Regions from separate parts of the Mus musculus genome. Here region 1 is linked to region 2. A link is a contact called in public Hi-C data. All regions are on one chromosome and are shown on one strand. The core of a region is the stretch at or near the end of the contact, and the rest is flanking DNA. Distances in the headings are between cores, read along the strand shown.

Region 1 (3,197 bases), core at 533-3,032, 160 kb after region 2:
CCAGACTGCTTATTTTACTTGGGAAGGGAAAATGCCTCGCTAATGGTGTCCTTGAAGGCGACCTGAGCCAAGGAGAAGGAGCATTGCCAAGTTTAATGGGGTAAAAATTCCTAAGAGCAATAACAGCAAATTATTTTTGGGAGTAATGCCCACTACCACCATAATTATTTATTAAGACTGGGAAGTCACCATCTTCAATTCACAATGACAGAGAAAACAGAGTGAAATGATCAGCACATGGTAGGCTGGGCAGCAAAGCACCCCTCCCAGACAGCAACAGTCACCAGTGCTTAGCGGCAGACCGTTTAACCTCAAAAGATGAAGACGTCAAAACCAACAGCATCTAAGTTCAGGGGCCTATAGCAGTGCATCAGTGCATTATCTATGAAGAATGATTTTCAAAAACTGCGGAAAGTAAATTAAAAGGTCCGCATTCTCGAGGCAGTCATGTTGAGGGGAGAAAATATGTATAGCTGTGCAGAAGGATTCGCCAAAAGGGTTTTTATGAACTTGGCAAAAAAATAAATAATTTTGAAAAGTATCCAGAACAATTGGCTTGAACTTCTAAAAGACAATCTGAGACACAAGTGTACCACAGACGACCGTTGTGGTCTTGTCTCGCAGTTATTAAAATGTGTTTTAAGAGTGACGTTCATGGGTTTGTTAGATTGTTGGATAGGCGTCTGAGGGACACGTCGAATATAGGGCACAGTGTGGAAGAGAAGGAGATTGCACACAGCACAGACAGCCCCATGTGCAACGTGACATGCCCAGAGCCACATTTAATAACAGGAAATATAATTAGACAAAGTGGGTTTAATCACATGGTTGATTTAATGCCATATAACAAGCCAAACTGTCATCATTTCAGTGTATGATTGACCAAAAAAAAAAAAAAATCACTGATGAGAGTTTTGGGTTTTGCATTCTGATTTTTGTTTTTGGTGTATGGAAGGCTTTGACCTCTGAACTATCTTCTTTCAGGTGTTCAGTGATAACGGTGACTAGGGGAAATTATAACTTCTGTGGTAGTCTGAATGAAAAAGGACCCCATAGGTTCATAGGGAGTGGCACTTCTAGAAGGTGTGGCCTTGTTGGAGGAAGTATGTCACTGTGGGTGAGCTTTGAGGCCTCAGAAGCTCAAGCCAGACCCCAGTGTCACTCTCTCTTCCTGCTCTCTGCAGATCCAAATATAGAACTCTCAGCTACCTCTCCAGTACCATGTCTGCCTGTGTGCCACTGTGCTTCCTGCCACAACGACAGTGGACTAATGGAGTAAACCTCTGAACTGTAAGCCAGCCCCCATTTAAATGCAGTGATTACAGTGTCTCTTTATAGCAACTAAAATCCTAAGAGAACCTTATATTATACATCACAGGCTGGTGAATTTTATGTGTTTTTACATCATTAAGAAGAAAAGTGTGCAAGGAGATTAGGTGAATGGTATGATGTCCCCATAATCATTTGAAGATTCTAGAAGCCAATCACAATGAATCAAAATCACATTGCAAGTCATTAGATGCACTAAGGTCTAGACAAAATAGATTATAAGTAAAACCCAAGTCAGAAAAGCCAATTGTCAAGAAGACTGGGTGGCCCTGAGCATCCGGAGGCCTGAGACGTCAGATGTTATGAGCTGGGCTGCCTGTATACTGGGCAAGTCCTAGGAAGGTGGTTTGACATCCATGGCCCAGGGCTCAAAAAACATAGACTGTCTCAAGAGTGATTCAGACAGCTGCCTGCATCAGGCAGCCCTGGTGGGGTGAGGCAGCATACAGAAGTTTCCAGGCAATGATCCATTTTGGAAGTCCAGAAGGGTGTTGACCAATGTTGGAGAATTTGTCCAGAGTGACCAGAGCCCTGCCAAGGAAACTCCACCCAGAACTGGAGCTGTGCCCTGGGAAGGAGGCCACAGGGAGTCAGGCTGTCCTAAGACCTACCAAGGTCTTGGGGGAGGTGCCAATCCTGGAAGAAGGGATGTTCTCAGGACCTCAGACACTCAGTCCAGACAGAGAACAAGGTGAGGTGGATGCCTGAGGAAACAGAAACTGAAACAGGGAATTGCCACAGGCCACCCCATGTGCCACCAGATTGCCTCAGGGAAGTCCTAACTCACTCTGCCTCTAGTTAGACTGGGGACACGGTTTAGAGGAGTAATGGAGGTTAAATTAGGCCATGTGGTAAGCTCAACTGGAATTGTAAGACTCTGGGGAGCCTTAGCTTACTGGAGACTCCCTGAGTGAACCACATGAAGACAGGATCGATGCAAAAAACAAGAGGAATTTATTGTTCCAGTGCACTGGGGTCGTCCCAGACCCGAAGGAGAGGCGGCGACCCCAAGCACCAGCTCAGTTTTTATATGGTTTCTAAGGGCAGAACAGAGAACAACTAGGCACAATATGATTGGTGGAACAGTGCACCCTTTAAACTGATTGGTCTTTAGGGAATGAGGTGACAAGGACTTTCCTTGTCTGAAGGTGAGCAATGGTCAGTCCTGTGGAATGTGTCCCCACCCACAGGTCAGGTCGGTCCCAGCCCTTTGGTCTGAGAAATGCTAATTAGCCTTCCCCTTCTGGAGGGGCGAGTGTTTCATGACCTTCCCAAAGTTCCTGAGCTGACGACCTTTTCAGAAGCAGAAATTGGGACACAAATTCACATCATAATATGTTATGAAGACACAAGCATGGCAGCCACCGACATGCCCAGGAGACAGGAGAATCAGCACCTGATCTCTGTCATCCAACCTCTGAACCCTTGAGAATATGCATGATTAGTGTTTAAACTGCTTCATCTGTGGTGCTCTGTTGTGGCTTCCCTAACACACCCTAACACTGGAGCAGAAACAGATTACCACACCTTGGGGATCACCCCCAAGAATGCAGGAAAAGACTCAGCAGGAGCATAGCACCATGGCACAAAGCCCTGTGAACTTCTTGGGCAAGAGTATCCTCATTTGAAGATCAAGAATCAGTGCTAATCCCTGCCTCGAAAGCCTGCAGCCAGTACCATACAGGGACAATGTGGAGTATGGCAGATCAAAGCTAGGGTGCTCAGCTGAATTCAAATTTTAAATAAGCAATCATTTTTAAGTACAGTTCCCAAATATTGCAGCAAACATACTTCTTTTGAAGAATTATGAAGGGGCCTGTGTTAAAATAAGCAGACATTCCGATTGTAAGAAAATCATCTGCATTATC
Region 2 (3,007 bases), core at 126-2,625:
CCCAGAGAATGCACGCAACTTTGTGCTGTAAACACAGATGAAGGAACAGTGTGGGGTCCACATGACAAGGTGGTAGATCAGAAGTTCAAGGACAGCAGAGTCATCTCCTCTGCTTTAGCAGAGAATGAGCTTCCTGTAGGAAGTGGAAGAATGGGAGCCTCTCTCCTGTTCTGTTTTGCACGAGTGTGTGGCCTCGAGTGTGACTTTATCAGCATTCAGTCAACCAAGAAGCTGTTCCTGGTGGCTTTGACAAGTACATCACAGACCAGCAGAAAAGAGGCTCTGTTGTAGGGTGGGTGTCTCCAGAGGTTAATAAGACAGAATCAAGACAGAAAGAGGAAGAACAGAGCATGCACCCTGGCATGGGTATATCATACAGTTGGAATGAGCTTTGAATTTGTGTCTGAGCGTTCCAGAAGGGAGAGGGGAGAAATGCAAGACACAGCCCCTGTTGTGGTTTCTATAGTCAGAGAGGAGGAAGTACTTAAGTTCCTCAGGTTAAGGGTGTTTTCTGGCAGTGAGTTATTAAAATAAAAACATACGTGGATGTCCCCTGTGGGGGCACTGGGCAACATAATGAGGAGGGGCTCGGATAACATTTCCTATAGAAATATGAAAGCTGTTCTCCTAGGACAGTCTCTTGCAGTAAACCTCGACCAAAGCCCAGGGTGACCGTGTGAATGTGTGATGCTGTAAACAAGATCCTGGCTAAGGTCAAGGTCTTTGTGGTCTGAGTGTGCTACCGCTGATGCTCTAGCATGTTCAGTTCAGTTCAAGCCAAGAAACACTAACCATTGCTTTCCTTCTCCCCTGGCCTGGGCTTGCTTGCCTTAGAAGGAGCTTCAGCCACGAAGCTCTCACCAAAGCCTGCCTTCTCACCCAGTGACCTGCAGAGTGGGAGAGGAGACAGAACTCAAGAAGGAAGCCACATGGGAGCCATTCAGCCCTGTTTCAGCCTCTGGGACTGAGGAGAAGACAACTCGGCCTGCCATGAATGGCTCCAAGTAGCTTGCCTCCCAAGATGTAGGACTCCAGAGGAATGCAGAAAGGACTCAGCTGCCATTCCATGGCTGGGGAGTGTGGTCAGTTTGGAAGCTGCTATCTTGGATATGGAGGAAGCCATTGCAGTCAAAATCTGAGATTTGGCACTGGTCTTTAGGGAGACCTCAGACTTCAGTGTAGCAGAGCCAATAACACACAACTTGGACCTAAAACATTTTCAGGCTGAGTGTTACCATTTGTCATTAGGGATCCAGGAAAGCCTTAGAGAGTCTTTCTCCTATGTGTCAGGACAGCCATGGATACAGAGTTCCCACTAGATGCTGGAGCTGATAACTGATTTGTTCTCAGCCTTGTAGAGCAGTGACTGGAGTTTTGGAGGTCACCGGCAACGATGATGGCTTTGGGTTTAACAGGATTCAACTTGAACTCTTCCTCCTGGCTGTGGTTGGATCATTCGAGGTCATTCCCAGTTCATGACAATAAAGCTGTGTCATCAGCAGAAATAAGATTTATTTTTCCCACTATTCTGCAGGGGGACAAGACTGTAGCTTTAAGAATCCTGTTAGAGTCTTAAAGATCAAAATCACGGCTCAGGAGGAGAGAACAAAACCCAGTGAAGCACAGTGTCATGGCCGTGAGTGTGATCTTTACTCAACTGAGCCACGGTGTGTGTGTGTGTGTGTGTGTGTGTGTGTGTATGTGTGTGTGTGTGTGTGTGAGAGAGAGAGAGAGAGAGAGAGAGAGAGAGAGAGAACATTTACATGAACATACATTCAGAGGCCAGAAATTAACATCACGTGTCTTCTTCAGTGATCTTCAGAGATTTGTTTGAAATTTTTAAAAACCTTATTTATTTCATGTATATGGTCTTCTGCTTGAATGTATGTTTGTTTACTACATGCATGCCTGGTCCCTACAGAGGGGGAGAGAGAAGAGGACAGTGGAGCCCCTGGTACTAGAGTTGCAGACAGCCTTAAGCTGACACTTGAACCCAGGGCCTCTGGAAGACCAGCCTAGTGCTCTTAATCACTGAGCCATCTCACCAGCCCCTGCCCCGTGACCTTTAATAGTGTGTTTGCCAGAACCCTCAGAGTTGAGTGGTCTGACAGCTGTTTCTTTACACTCCACATCTCTGGGTTTTAATTTGCTTCAGATTGCCGAGTTACACCTTGACCTCCTCCCCCATCGATACTGAAAGAATATCATGCTACCAAAATGGAACCCATTCCCAGGCCTGCCGCAGAGAATAACCGGAATGCGATGCCTTTGCGAGTGCGAAATCGCTTCGCAAGCCCAGCCGGTACATCCCATTCACAAACGTTCTCGCGTCAGCTGCACTTCGTTAGCTGGAGACATTTATGAAGCGCTGCTCTGTGACCACAAGTATGAGAGGCCGGCCATGGCCAGTTCTCTTGGAGAGAATGCCTGTTCACAGTGCTGAGTCAGCACCCAGCCCAGGAGGGAGCCCTTGGCTGGGAGACAAAAGCCAGTGGCCACGCATTTATCAGACTCTAATGAGCCCTGTTAGGCATTTCTTTACCAAAAAAAAAAAAGAAAGGAAACACAACACAGCCAGATATGCAAAGGGGAGAGGGACTCCTTCATTGAGGGAAAAGCAAACATGCTCTGTAGCCAGGTGCGGACAGTCTAGATGGACACTCCTGAATGCTTCCGAGTTGACTCCCTTTGCACACGTTCCTTTAGTGTCTGCTGTCTCCTATTCATCACTGCGCTTCAGCTAGTTGCCTTAAAGAGCAAAAGTGAGCCGAACACTCACGCAAGCCTGGGCAGGATGGGCAGACCTTTGGGGCCCTCCTGGTCATCCATTCCTGTGTGCAATGGCACGCTATCCTTCCTTGTTCCCTCTGGTACCCACAGGCACCCACACTTCTAAGGAGGGTGCGTGCTCTCTCAGCGCTAAGCCCGTGGAGTGGAATTCAGCCTCGGAGATACAATTGCTGTTTTTTTGTTTTTTTTTTTCTCCAGCTGAAAATTCCTATTCATC

What was found. Hi-C and Micro-C count contacts between places; a contact is called where the count stands out from the background.
Region 1: a contact with region 2 is called in a Hi-C map of uterus. The contact joins two enhancer-like sites. A contact is called at or near these places in 7 of 484 Hi-C or Micro-C datasets (muscle stem cells, myocytes and uterus) and 1 of 115 datasets of contacts at active chromatin or transcription factors (heart atrium).

Annotation. Positions count from the first base shown.
Region 1 is chr1:90,495,894-90,499,090 of GRCm38.p6, forward strand. All of the region lies in intron 1 of Gm28722 (a long non-coding RNA gene), which reads right to left. Among named protein-coding and RNA genes, the nearest start is that of Gm28722, 6.5 kb to the right of the region's middle. Within about 2 kb of position 1,783, at least 33 of the 459 cell types and tissues checked have an H3K27ac peak or open chromatin away from gene starts, as enhancers often do. A contact at or near this core is called in uterus, where this site is marked.
Region 2 is chr1:90,332,841-90,335,847 of GRCm38.p6, forward strand. No RefSeq gene overlaps it. Among named protein-coding and RNA genes, the nearest start is that of Gm34992, 3.4 kb to the right of the region's middle. Within about 2 kb of position 1,376, at least 7 of the 459 cell types and tissues checked have an H3K27ac peak or open chromatin away from gene starts, as enhancers often do. A contact at or near this core is called in uterus, where this site is marked.